2 separate regions of the Athene noctua genome follow, and region 2 is linked to region 1. Evidence: chromatin contacts called from public Hi-C data. All regions are on one chromosome and are shown on one strand. The core of a region is the stretch at or near the end of the contact, and the rest is flanking DNA. Distances in the headings are between cores, read along the strand shown.

Region 1 (5,361 bases), core at 2,011-4,510:
GCAGAGACAGGGGAGGGAGGTGACCGCCATCCATCTCAGCCACTGTCACCACTCCGGTAGCAATGGCCAGGCCTTCCCTTTGCAGATCAGGTTATATAAAACCAACACACCGGAGGCTACCAGGAACGGTACCTCCCCCAGACTCCAGCAAGTTAGTTACACATAGCTTTCCTTTCATAAATCCATGTTGGCTGCCCCTAATCAAATTCTGCTTCTCAAGCAATTTCCTTTGCTAATTCCTCCCGAATCAGTTCTAACCCACCTATCTCCCTTGTCGCTAAGCTAGCCAGCCTCTAATCACACGCTGCACTGTGTGATCCTTTCCCGGGTAATATGGGGTTCGGCACTTGCCTCTGGTTCTCAGCAGCCTAACCTGTCAGGAGCAACCTTCTAAAAATATCACTAAAGACCTCAGCTAATTTCTAATCCTCGTTTCTATTAAGACGGCTGCCTGTACTATGTGGGTTTCTAGACTTGGGATTTACAGTCTTCCTTAAGAGCATCTAATCTGCGCAGAGCCATTTCTGTTGTTATCCATACGCAAACTCCTCCCTTCCCCACCATAAAACATGATCCCTTTGGCAGCGGATCTCCAGTCTCCAGCGCAGCATCAGCCAGCCAACAAAGACACCAGCCTCTTCACTTAGCTGGCCCCACTGTTTTTTTGGCAAGCCTTCCTGGGGAGATCACTGGGGTCCCACTCCTCTTAGGTGCTGGGTAGGTGCTTTATATGAAAAAAAAAATCAGTCTGTGAGCTCAGTAGGGCATGTGGTTTTCTTTGCACTTCCTGAATTCTTGAGTGTTGTGTAAATAGTACAATGGAGCTGATGTATAGATGCATAATGAAGCACAGGTCTTCAAGTATCTTGTATAATTGAACTTTCTATTACTGTTTATATTTGGATTTTTTTTTTCTGTTTCCTCCTTCTTTTTAACACTCTCCCATTCCCAACTGTCAAAACCAACAAGATCAGAACAAGAAAAGTAGGGGTGTGTGCCATGATCTGGCTGCCCCCCACCGCCCTGGCAGACATCAGGTAGCTGGGTCAGCTCAGTCAAGGGAAATCCTTGCAATCACACGTCATGGGCCAAAGGAACCTGGTGGAAAATGCTGCATGGCTGTATTTTCAAGTACCAGACACGTCTTTGTGCTAAAAGGAGTACTGACTGCTAAAGCACTTCCTGGGCTTGAGAGCACCAGGGTTTGCATCAGATATGACTTGAGAGGTAGGTTCTGCTGGCAAGGAGAAGGGCAGCCATTGCCCAGGGATGGGACCATCAGCAGATGAACAATGTGATGTCTGATGGAAACATCCACCACTGCTGCAGAACACTCTTCTAGGACGCAGCCAGACAATGATGGCTCTAACTTACACAATTCAAAGCTTCTTTCCTTCAGCTGCGGGTTATACAGACACAGTGAAAAGAAACTATGTAAATCAAAGGACAATACTGCTTTGAAGGCAGATGGCCAGGAAAAATTTTATGCTAGAAACTTGAAGCTCTCTTTTTTTCATGAGAGCAGTGGGGTTGTGAGACAGCCTTCTGATGGGAATAAACAGTTTTTAACATCGGGTTTGGTTTGTTTATGAAGGGGATTACATGTAGTAGTTATATATTTAATAGGGACTTGAATTGAATGACCCAGAAGGTCTCTTCTCACATCAGTTTCCAAAGTTTATGTGTCTACAGCCATGCTGGGCAGAGGGACAGGACTCAGTCCGCTCGGCACAGCACTGCCTTTCACACTGCTCCCAGACCTGAACTGGGATCTCCTGGTGGGGCTACCTCACACCCCCCGGGTGCCCCCAGGGGGGGGTTGTGGGTGCTCCTGGCATGGACATGGCACAGCTGTCCGAGAAGACCCCATGCAGCAAGTGCCACAGGAGACAAAATCAGAGTTAGCCCTTTGCAAACCAAAGACCTGCAGCAGGCTAGTGCTCTGTCATTGCAGTTGTTTTCTGAAAGAAGGGCTTTAAAGAAGGACCTTGGGTAATGTTATGGGTCCAGGAATACCCATCCAGGAATAGGATGTTCTTACCAGGCGTGGGATAGCCTGGTAAGAACATCTGGCTGATGACATGATATCATTTAGCCCATCAGGTCTGTGCTGCCAGGAAGCCCGTAACATCGGTGCGGCCGGCTGTAAGCTGGCACGCACAGCAGGAGTCACGCGAATGCCGCGTGGCAGGGTGACGTGGAAGACAGATGAGTGGCACATGCCATTCCCAGACTTTGACAGCACAAATTAGCCTGTGCAGTCAGTTACTACATGCCTTCCTAAAGCTCCTCTTCGATCTCATAGCTCCACTCTGCATCTGAGTCATGTACTACAGGAGAAAGTCAGGTGTTTTCTGGGGAGGCCAGAGGCAAAACAACATTTTGTCCATTTCTCAATCCCGTAACAAATGTCATTAAATCAATAGTCCTCACCTCCTCTGTGTGAAGCCATATTGTTACACACACTCAAAGATCAAAATTTCTAAACTACACCCTGATCTTGAGGTGCCTTGTTAAAGTGAGATAAGCATTTAAAAAGAGACCAGCAGGGAAACTTTTTATCCATTTGACTTCTGCAAACCCACAGCTGCAGCTGATGCTTGCCCACCCAAACCAGTCAGCACGTGCTGAATCCTGCAGCGGGGCCCTGAGCATCAGCCTGCTGCGATGAGAACAGCCTCTGTCACCGAGCTCTCTGGATTTATTATAAAGTTTGGAAATAACATGAGTGAAGCATCACAGTCCAGAGGGATGGTGCCACAGCCTAAACCCTGGTGAAAAAATGAAATGTAAAAGGCAAAGGGCTGAGATGCTGTAGTGTCCTCTGGAGTGAACCAGTCCGACATGGGTTTTTCTGGGTCACTCTCCCACGTGCCCTTATTTGAGACGTGTCCCGCAGCCAGGACAGCCCTGCACTCCCGCCCCGTGGAGCGCCCGTACAACACGGTACTCACAGCTGCAGGACTGCTTGTGGCCTGCGGCTGCATCCCCTGGGGAAGCTGGAGAGGCCCCTGTCTTCAGCACCGCACCGCGCCGCGCCGCGCCCCCACCCTCAGCTCACCTCCGCACCCTCCCCTCTCCCTTCCCGCCGACCCACTCCTAGCTCGGCCCCGCCCCGGCCCCGCCCCCGCAGCATGACTCAGCACGCCCCCGGCCGCTGATTGGCCGAGCGCCGAGAACACGCAGCAGACGGCGACGGAGGGCGGGGGTCACTATTGGCTCGTCCCGCCGTGACGTCATCCGCGGTGGCCGGGGCGGGCCGGAGCGTGACTCAGCACGTGCGCGCGGGTGAGTCAGCGGGAGGCGCATAAAGGCGGCGGCGGCCGCCCTGCGCCCCCGTGGGGAAGGCCCCGTTGTTTGGCCGCCATGGAGCTCCCGGGGCTGGGCCGGCACTGCTCGGAGCGCGCCTGCAGGCAGCTGGGTAAGGCGGGGCGGGGGGGATCGGGACCCCGAGTTCGCACCTTCCCCCAGCACCCCGCCGGCTGGCACTCGTAAGGGGCGGTAGGTCCTGTGCTGGGGGGCCCAAATCCTGCACCCCGCCCCTGCAGGAGGGTGCTGTGGTTAGTAGCGGGTACCAGTGCGGCTTCTGTGATCCCCCTAAATAGGTCTGGTAGCGGGGTGACAGTTGAGCCCGGTGTATTTTGTTCTTGTATGTTGTTAAACTGTTAAGGGATGGTTTTTAAAGAATAAAAAGATTTTTGAGCCGGGGCTTTGGATTTGTACTTCAACTCCTAGCTCTTGACTAATGCCTCGCTAGAGGTTCTGTATTCAAGGAGCTTCTGACGTATTTACAACTGTTTGTGGATAAAAAGAGGGAAAACATCACTCTTACTTTTTTTTTTTAGTTTTAACATTTGTGGAGAATTACATACTTCCTCTAGATGTAACTGGATTGTGACTAGGCAAAAAATATTTGCTTTAGAATTTATTTGTAGTTTTTTATGAGTAGTCTTACAGCTGTTAGCTCTGCTCCATAAGAATCTGTTTTCTTTTTTAAATTTTTCTCCCAGACTTCCTTCCTCTGAAATGTGATGCATGTGGGGAAGTATTCTGTAAAGATCACATCCGTTATGATGACCACAAGTGCAGCTCTGCCTACAAGAAAGTAAGTTCTTACGCAAGTCAGTGATTCACACTGCAAAATTGCCAAGTCATGTATAAAGGCTGCTCTGAAACTTGACATGTGATTTTAATAGGAGCAGATGTGAGAACCACAAGTTATAAGTTAATGATAGAGCTGATTTTCAAATATACAGAAACATAAAATTTCAGAGGTCAGTACTATTAGATTCTAGTTTGTTTCACTTACACAGCATCTTCCCAGAGAGGAGTGCCTTATATTTTAAGCAATGTATTGTGGCCTAAAACTTTTTGCAGCCCTGGTCCTTTAAGCTAAAGGACAGAAAATATGAAACTACAGAATAAATAAATAGAATATGTGGAGCTAAACTTTGATCTCTGGCCCATACTTGGGCTTTGAGGTGTTCAAAGGCTGTAATTTCAGAAAGCTTAGAAGCATATTTAAAGTCAACTTACCAAATGTGTTGCTACAAATTGATTTGGGAAAGCATGTCTGACACTTTAGGATAATGATTTGCAGTTGCCTTTGAAGTACATCTTTAAAAGCATTACTAAATGAGTAGAATGTAAACCACTTGTGAATACACTTCTATCACCCATGGGTAAGAGAAGGGGAAGGACAGCAAAATAATTGAGTTGGACTTCTAATCTGTGTTTTATGTTCTTAGAATGTGCAGGTTCCAGTGTGTCCACTCTGTAATGCACCCATCCCAATACAGAAAGGGGAAATACCAGATATTGTGGTTGGAGCCCACATGGATAAGAGCTGCAAATACAATCCAGCACAGCAAAAGCAGAGGGTAAGGAAACTGCTGCTGAAGTCTAAACTGTCTGCCTAATGCTTGTGAAGTTAGGTTTTCTGACAGCAGATGTGCAGAAGCTTGCTCTGTTTCGTCTTGATTCTAAGGGTGCTTGAGCATTTATGCTTCAGCTTGGTCTTTACTTGGGAAGCTGATCACAGAAAGGAAGCCAGCATTGCCAAATTCATGTCCTCTGTTATTTAGATCTTCACAAACAAGTGCTTAAAGCCAGGCTGCAGAAGGAAAGAGATGATGAAGGTAGTTTGTGAACAGTGTGGTGGCAACTTCTGCATAAAACATCGGCATCCTCTGGATCATGACTGTAAAGCGAGCAGTCACTCCACCTCCAAGGCAGGGTAAGCTGTATTTATGATACTTTGAGCTCAAGTTGTAATTTCAGAGCTAGTATCGGGTTGGTGGGGAGCTCAGACCAATAGGGAATTCTGTAAGCCACTAGTGACATCAATAAAATAGTCACAGT
Region 2 (4,828 bases), core at 269-2,768, 320 kb after region 1:
CAGAGATTTGTCTCTCTCCTTCCAGTTTAACAGCACCGATCCAAATGACTCCGGGCCCTCAAGAGGGCTCAGCACTTGACCGAACAACTCCAGCCCGCTCTCCAACGCGACACCCTCACGTCCTGCTGCCTTCCTTGGACTACCGTCCGAGCCGAGGAACAAGCCGATCCCCTCTGCCCAGAGGAGGGCGCAGACCGAGACACAACGCCCCACGGGCTCCCACGCGGGCAGCCGCCCAACGCGGCCCTGCCCGCCCGAGCCCGCCTCGCCCGGGACCGGCCCTCACGGCGGGAGGCGGCGGCGGGCGGGCCGAGGCGAGCGCGGGCGGCAGCTGCCGCCACTCAGCGGGTGTCGGGGGCGGGGGGGCGGCTGGCAGCGCGGCAACGGCCGGAACGGGCTGGCGCCGAGCTGTTCGCCGGCCCCCGCCGCTCCGAGGAAGGGCGGGGAAACGCGGCCTGACCCTACGGGAAAGGGGAGACCCCACCCGCCCCGGCGCGGCCGCGGGGAGGGAGAGGCTCCCCCTCAGAGGGGGCGGCGGGGAGGGGACACCGAGCGCTCGCGAGGCCGGCGCCGCCGGTGCCCGGGTGTTGGTTACCTGGCGCCAGAGGAGCGAGGGAAAGGCTGAACCGCCGGCGGCGGCAACAGCGGCGGCTGAGATTGGCCTCGCCCCGCCCGCTTTGCCGGGGCCGCCGGGAGCCCCCGCCCCCCGCGCGGCGCGTGCCGCCAGCGCCCCCCTCTGCGGCCCGCCCGCCCACCGGTAACCGCCCACCGGTAACACCCCCACCCCCCACACAACCCCCACCCCTCACACACCCCCCCACCCCTCACACCCCTCACGCCCCTTCACACCCCACCTCACTCAGCCCCTCCCACAGCCACTCACCCCCCCTCACCGCCCTCACCCAGCCCCTCACATCACAGCACCCATCACACCCCCACACCCCCCCTCACCCCCCGCCCCGCACAGCCCCTGCACACCGCCCTCACACACCCCCTCACAGCCCCTGCACACCCCCTACAGCGGGGCGCAGCGCGGGGCTCCCCTCCCCCAGACTCCCCTCATGGCCCCGGCTCCCCTCCGTCAGACACGACACCCTCATGGCCCCAACTTCCCTCCACCAGACCCCCCTCCCTGGCGCCCGCTCCCCAGGGCTGTCCTGCCCTGCCTCAGGCTCTTCCCTCGGGCAGCAGTGGCTGCTGGCAGCCGCAGCCAAGCTGCTCCCTGCCTCAGCTTCCCCCTCCGCAAAATGGATCCGGGGATGCCTCTGGAGAGAGAAATGTTAGAGACAAGGAGAGTTACCTCTAATTTTCACTTCGGCCTCTGTTGCTTGGATCCTCATTGACTTTACCACTATTTCTGTGTCTCCCCTCGCTGTTTCCTTCCCACTCAGTCTTCTTTGGATTTTCTTTCACTTGCTGTTCTCTAAGACTCCTGGCACTTGCACATCGCACCCAGCCACTCAGCTGGATTTAAGCATTTCAGATCCCGTTCCATGCTCAAACGAGCTCCACCAGTGCCAACCCCAGGCTGCGGTAACCGCTGGACAACTGCACACCAAAGAAATGTCACAGGCCTGCTTTCAGCAGAGAAGTCATAGTGTGAAATAAGACCCATTGTTCAAATATTTGGGGAATGTATGCCAATACATTCAATTTGAAATCTGCATCTGAGTCACGTTTTGTTAAATCTTTAGTCTCCCCGAGCCTACAGTTTTCTTGTGGGCATTGCAATGCTGTGCGCTGCGGGCAAGGACGGTTCAAATGGCAGTAAACAAAAGAACAGGGAATGTGTCACTTGAGAGAGGGTAATCAGGCCAAAAATTGTTATTTACTTGTGCATGCAGGAGAAATGACTCAGCTTGCTGGGAAAGACTGGGTAATAAATATGTAATTATCAAATAAATGAATAGACTCTGTGTACTTATTTGGATACAAAATGGGTAAAAGCAGCTAATCCTTAAGACACAGAGATGTAAAATAAAGACATTCACTTAAGACATCAGCTGATGTCAATGTAGCACTAATTTTAGGCAATTACTGTTTATTTTAAAAGACCTTTGCTCTAGCTATGTGAGAGTTTTAAGATGCTGCAGCCAAAGTTGATCTGATTCCAGTAACGCTTGGAAGCCAACACATAATTTGGTAAGACGTGCATCCCCTCACCAGTCACCTCCTCCTGGCATACGGCTGAATACTTTGCAGAACGGTAAATCATCTCCCTTTTCTGGCCATCCCGTCTCTTTCTGTACTTACTTCACACCTGTTTTCTTGTCTTTAGAGTAGGTAATGTTTAAGGGCTTAAGATAGTCTGGGCAAAATCACCTCTTAGTTTAAATCTCCCTGAAACTCTTTGGTGGTGTGAGGCCAGGCCCCCTTGGGGATATTTCTGCCCCGGTTCCCCTGGAGCCCAGCCAGGGCAAGGCTGTGCTCTGCTCTGGCAGGACAAGGCATGTTGCGCTCCCTGGGCGTTGCTCCAGCTCCCCGGGCCGCTCTGACTTGTCCTGAGCAGTTGTTTTTCCATCAGGACCAGGCCAAGAGGCTGGAGGAGGATGGCTGAGACTTGGCTGTCCCTCTGCTCCTTGGCTATGAGGAGCAATAGGGCCTCTGGTTTCTAGGATTTAAGGGAAACTTGGTTGGATGTCCCAGTTTTGTTAGAAGCCGGTACGTATAGGGAGTTAATTTTTCCACATTTCAGAATAAACTGCTCTGAGGCAAACAGAAATTATTTCAAAGTTTTTCAGCGTCCAACAATGAGCTCTGAACACAAAGTGGGCTCACTTAATTTTACTAGCCAAGCTGAAGTCTGTAGAAAAATGGTCAATAGGAATAAAAATTGATCATATTAAAAATATTTCAGTTGGGAATTGGAAAAAAAAGCTTTCTTTACCGACACCAGGTATAGGGAAACTGCAATACAAGGCCAAACCAATTCAAAGTCCACATTTCTGTAGTCCTACCTCTTCTTCCCTTCCCACTGTGATTCCCACATTATTGCTCCGCTCCTTTCCCCTCCTGCCGTGACTCCCACTCCCATTCCCAGTGCACTCCTGCATTCATTCACACCTGGGAAGCCAGGGCTGCTCCACGTTCTGGCCCGTGCTATCAGAAGGCACAGGACCGCACAGTGTATGGACTGAATGTGACAGAAACCAGTGTGGCAAGGTGTTTGACTGGTAATGCTGGGTAGCGGGCACGGCATGCTGCTGTGCAGGTTGGAACGGGTGAAACGCTGCCTCTCCCAGGGCTGTGAGGGCCATGGCGTGGCCGTCACCCAGGCAGGGGTGCCTGGAAGCACGAGGATGGCTGAGCACGGGGCGGTGCTGTGTGGTGGGTCAGTGAGGGGACCAGGTCACTGCTTCCCAGTCTGAAGGTGGTGGGGCTGGGGAAGCGCTGTGGTGCATCCCAGGGAGCTCAGCAGCAGCCTGGGGAGGGGTGCTGGGCTCGGGGTGCTGGGGTAACGCGTGGCAGGGCTGTGCTGGGCAAGGGAGATGCTGTGGGTTTGTTCCCTAGCGTGAGGCATGTGGTGACCTTTATGTTCAAGACTGGGGAGATGACCATATATATGATGTGCATTAGTATGAAAATTGCCTAAAATATCTGGAAATCTGATTTCTTGCTCATTAAAGTTTCTCTCCATCTGCATCACGTTTTATGGGCCCTTTCTCTACACCATCAATTGCTGTCAGCCAAAGGCAATGGGTGCTCCCTACGGAGCAATTAGGTTATCAGTTAACAGGGGGCTGCAAAGCACTTCAATTCAATTTTGCCACTAGATTCTGCCACGGCCCTGACTTACAGGGGATTTCAGACACTAACAAGAAAAGCCGATTACATGCAAGGCAGGCCGACAGAGCAGCCGTTCTCCTCACAGCTCTCAACTGCTGCTTCATCTCAGTTACTGCTGCTTGTGAGCTTCTCTGGGGGATTGATCTCAGTAGATGGACAGAAGCCTGTTAACTGTAATTTTGTTGATCCTTCAGCTGCTAATAATGAAGATTTTTTAAATTTTTCTTTCTCTCTTTTTAAAACTTGGTTAGAGCTTCACGTGAAGGGCTGAGGCACAGAGCAGTATCCACCAGGACCAGCTCTGATCCACTCTTCTAGCCAACAGTTGCTCACCTTCCCAGGCGGTGATCCTAACACTGACTGAAAATAAAACAGAAACTCGGCTGCTCTCATCTCAGCAGTTGTCTTCCACAAGCCAAGCTGGTACTTTGTATCCGGGGCAATGTTCTAATATGTCTCTGTTGTGCAGACACGGGACTTCGCCAGGGTGAGATAAAGCCTATGCAATAACCCATCAGAACACTAATCTGATCTATATATATATAACTATAGCTATTATAAGAACTTAAATATAGTAAGCAAAATAATAAATAAAATAACTTATAGTATAATAACATCAATATGGTTATACTATAGTATAATTGTATGTTTTTACCATACTTTATATAGTTTTTCATGTAGTTTTACTATACTACACTATTACTTTACTATACTATAGTAAAACTATACTATATACTATAATAGTTATTTCCAGTTATATCCGGAAAGTTATTATACAACAATAGCTGAAGTTCTATATGTAGAGATTAAAGTTCTGATGGGTTATTATAGTTAATAATAACTTTCCGGATATACCTGGAGGTTGCTCTCTGGGGAGCAGACTGCATACGCAAGCAGACAGGGTGCATTAGTGGGCTCAGATGACACCGTGCACTGCTGGATACCTGCAGACAGACTGTCTGCAATCTGCCTAAAGCATGCCTGAGGAAATCTGCAGATGGCGTGTAAGCACCTGCATGGATGAGAAGTGGATGGATCTGGG

The links. Hi-C and Micro-C count contacts between places; a contact is called where the count stands out from the background.
Region 2: a contact with region 1 is called in a Hi-C map of heart, with 2.4 times the contacts expected there. The contact joins the promoter of SUN1 here to the promoter of ZFAND2A in region 1. A contact is called at or near these places in 2 of 2 Hi-C or Micro-C datasets (heart and liver).

The regions. Positions count from the first base shown.
Region 1 is chr15:9,299,838-9,305,198 of bAthNoc1.hap1.1, forward strand. It overlaps ZFAND2A (zinc finger AN1-type containing 2A), which reads left to right and starts at 3,261. Exons shown (of 6, transcript XM_074919308.1): 1 at 3,261-3,421; 2 at 4,011-4,105; 3 at 4,749-4,880; 4 at 5,085-5,236. The coding sequence starts at 3,367.
Region 2 is chr15:9,625,672-9,630,499 of bAthNoc1.hap1.1, forward strand. SUN1 (Sad1 and UNC84 domain containing 1) reads right to left here and starts at 1,519. Exons shown (of 23, transcript XM_074919668.1): 1 at 1,301-1,519.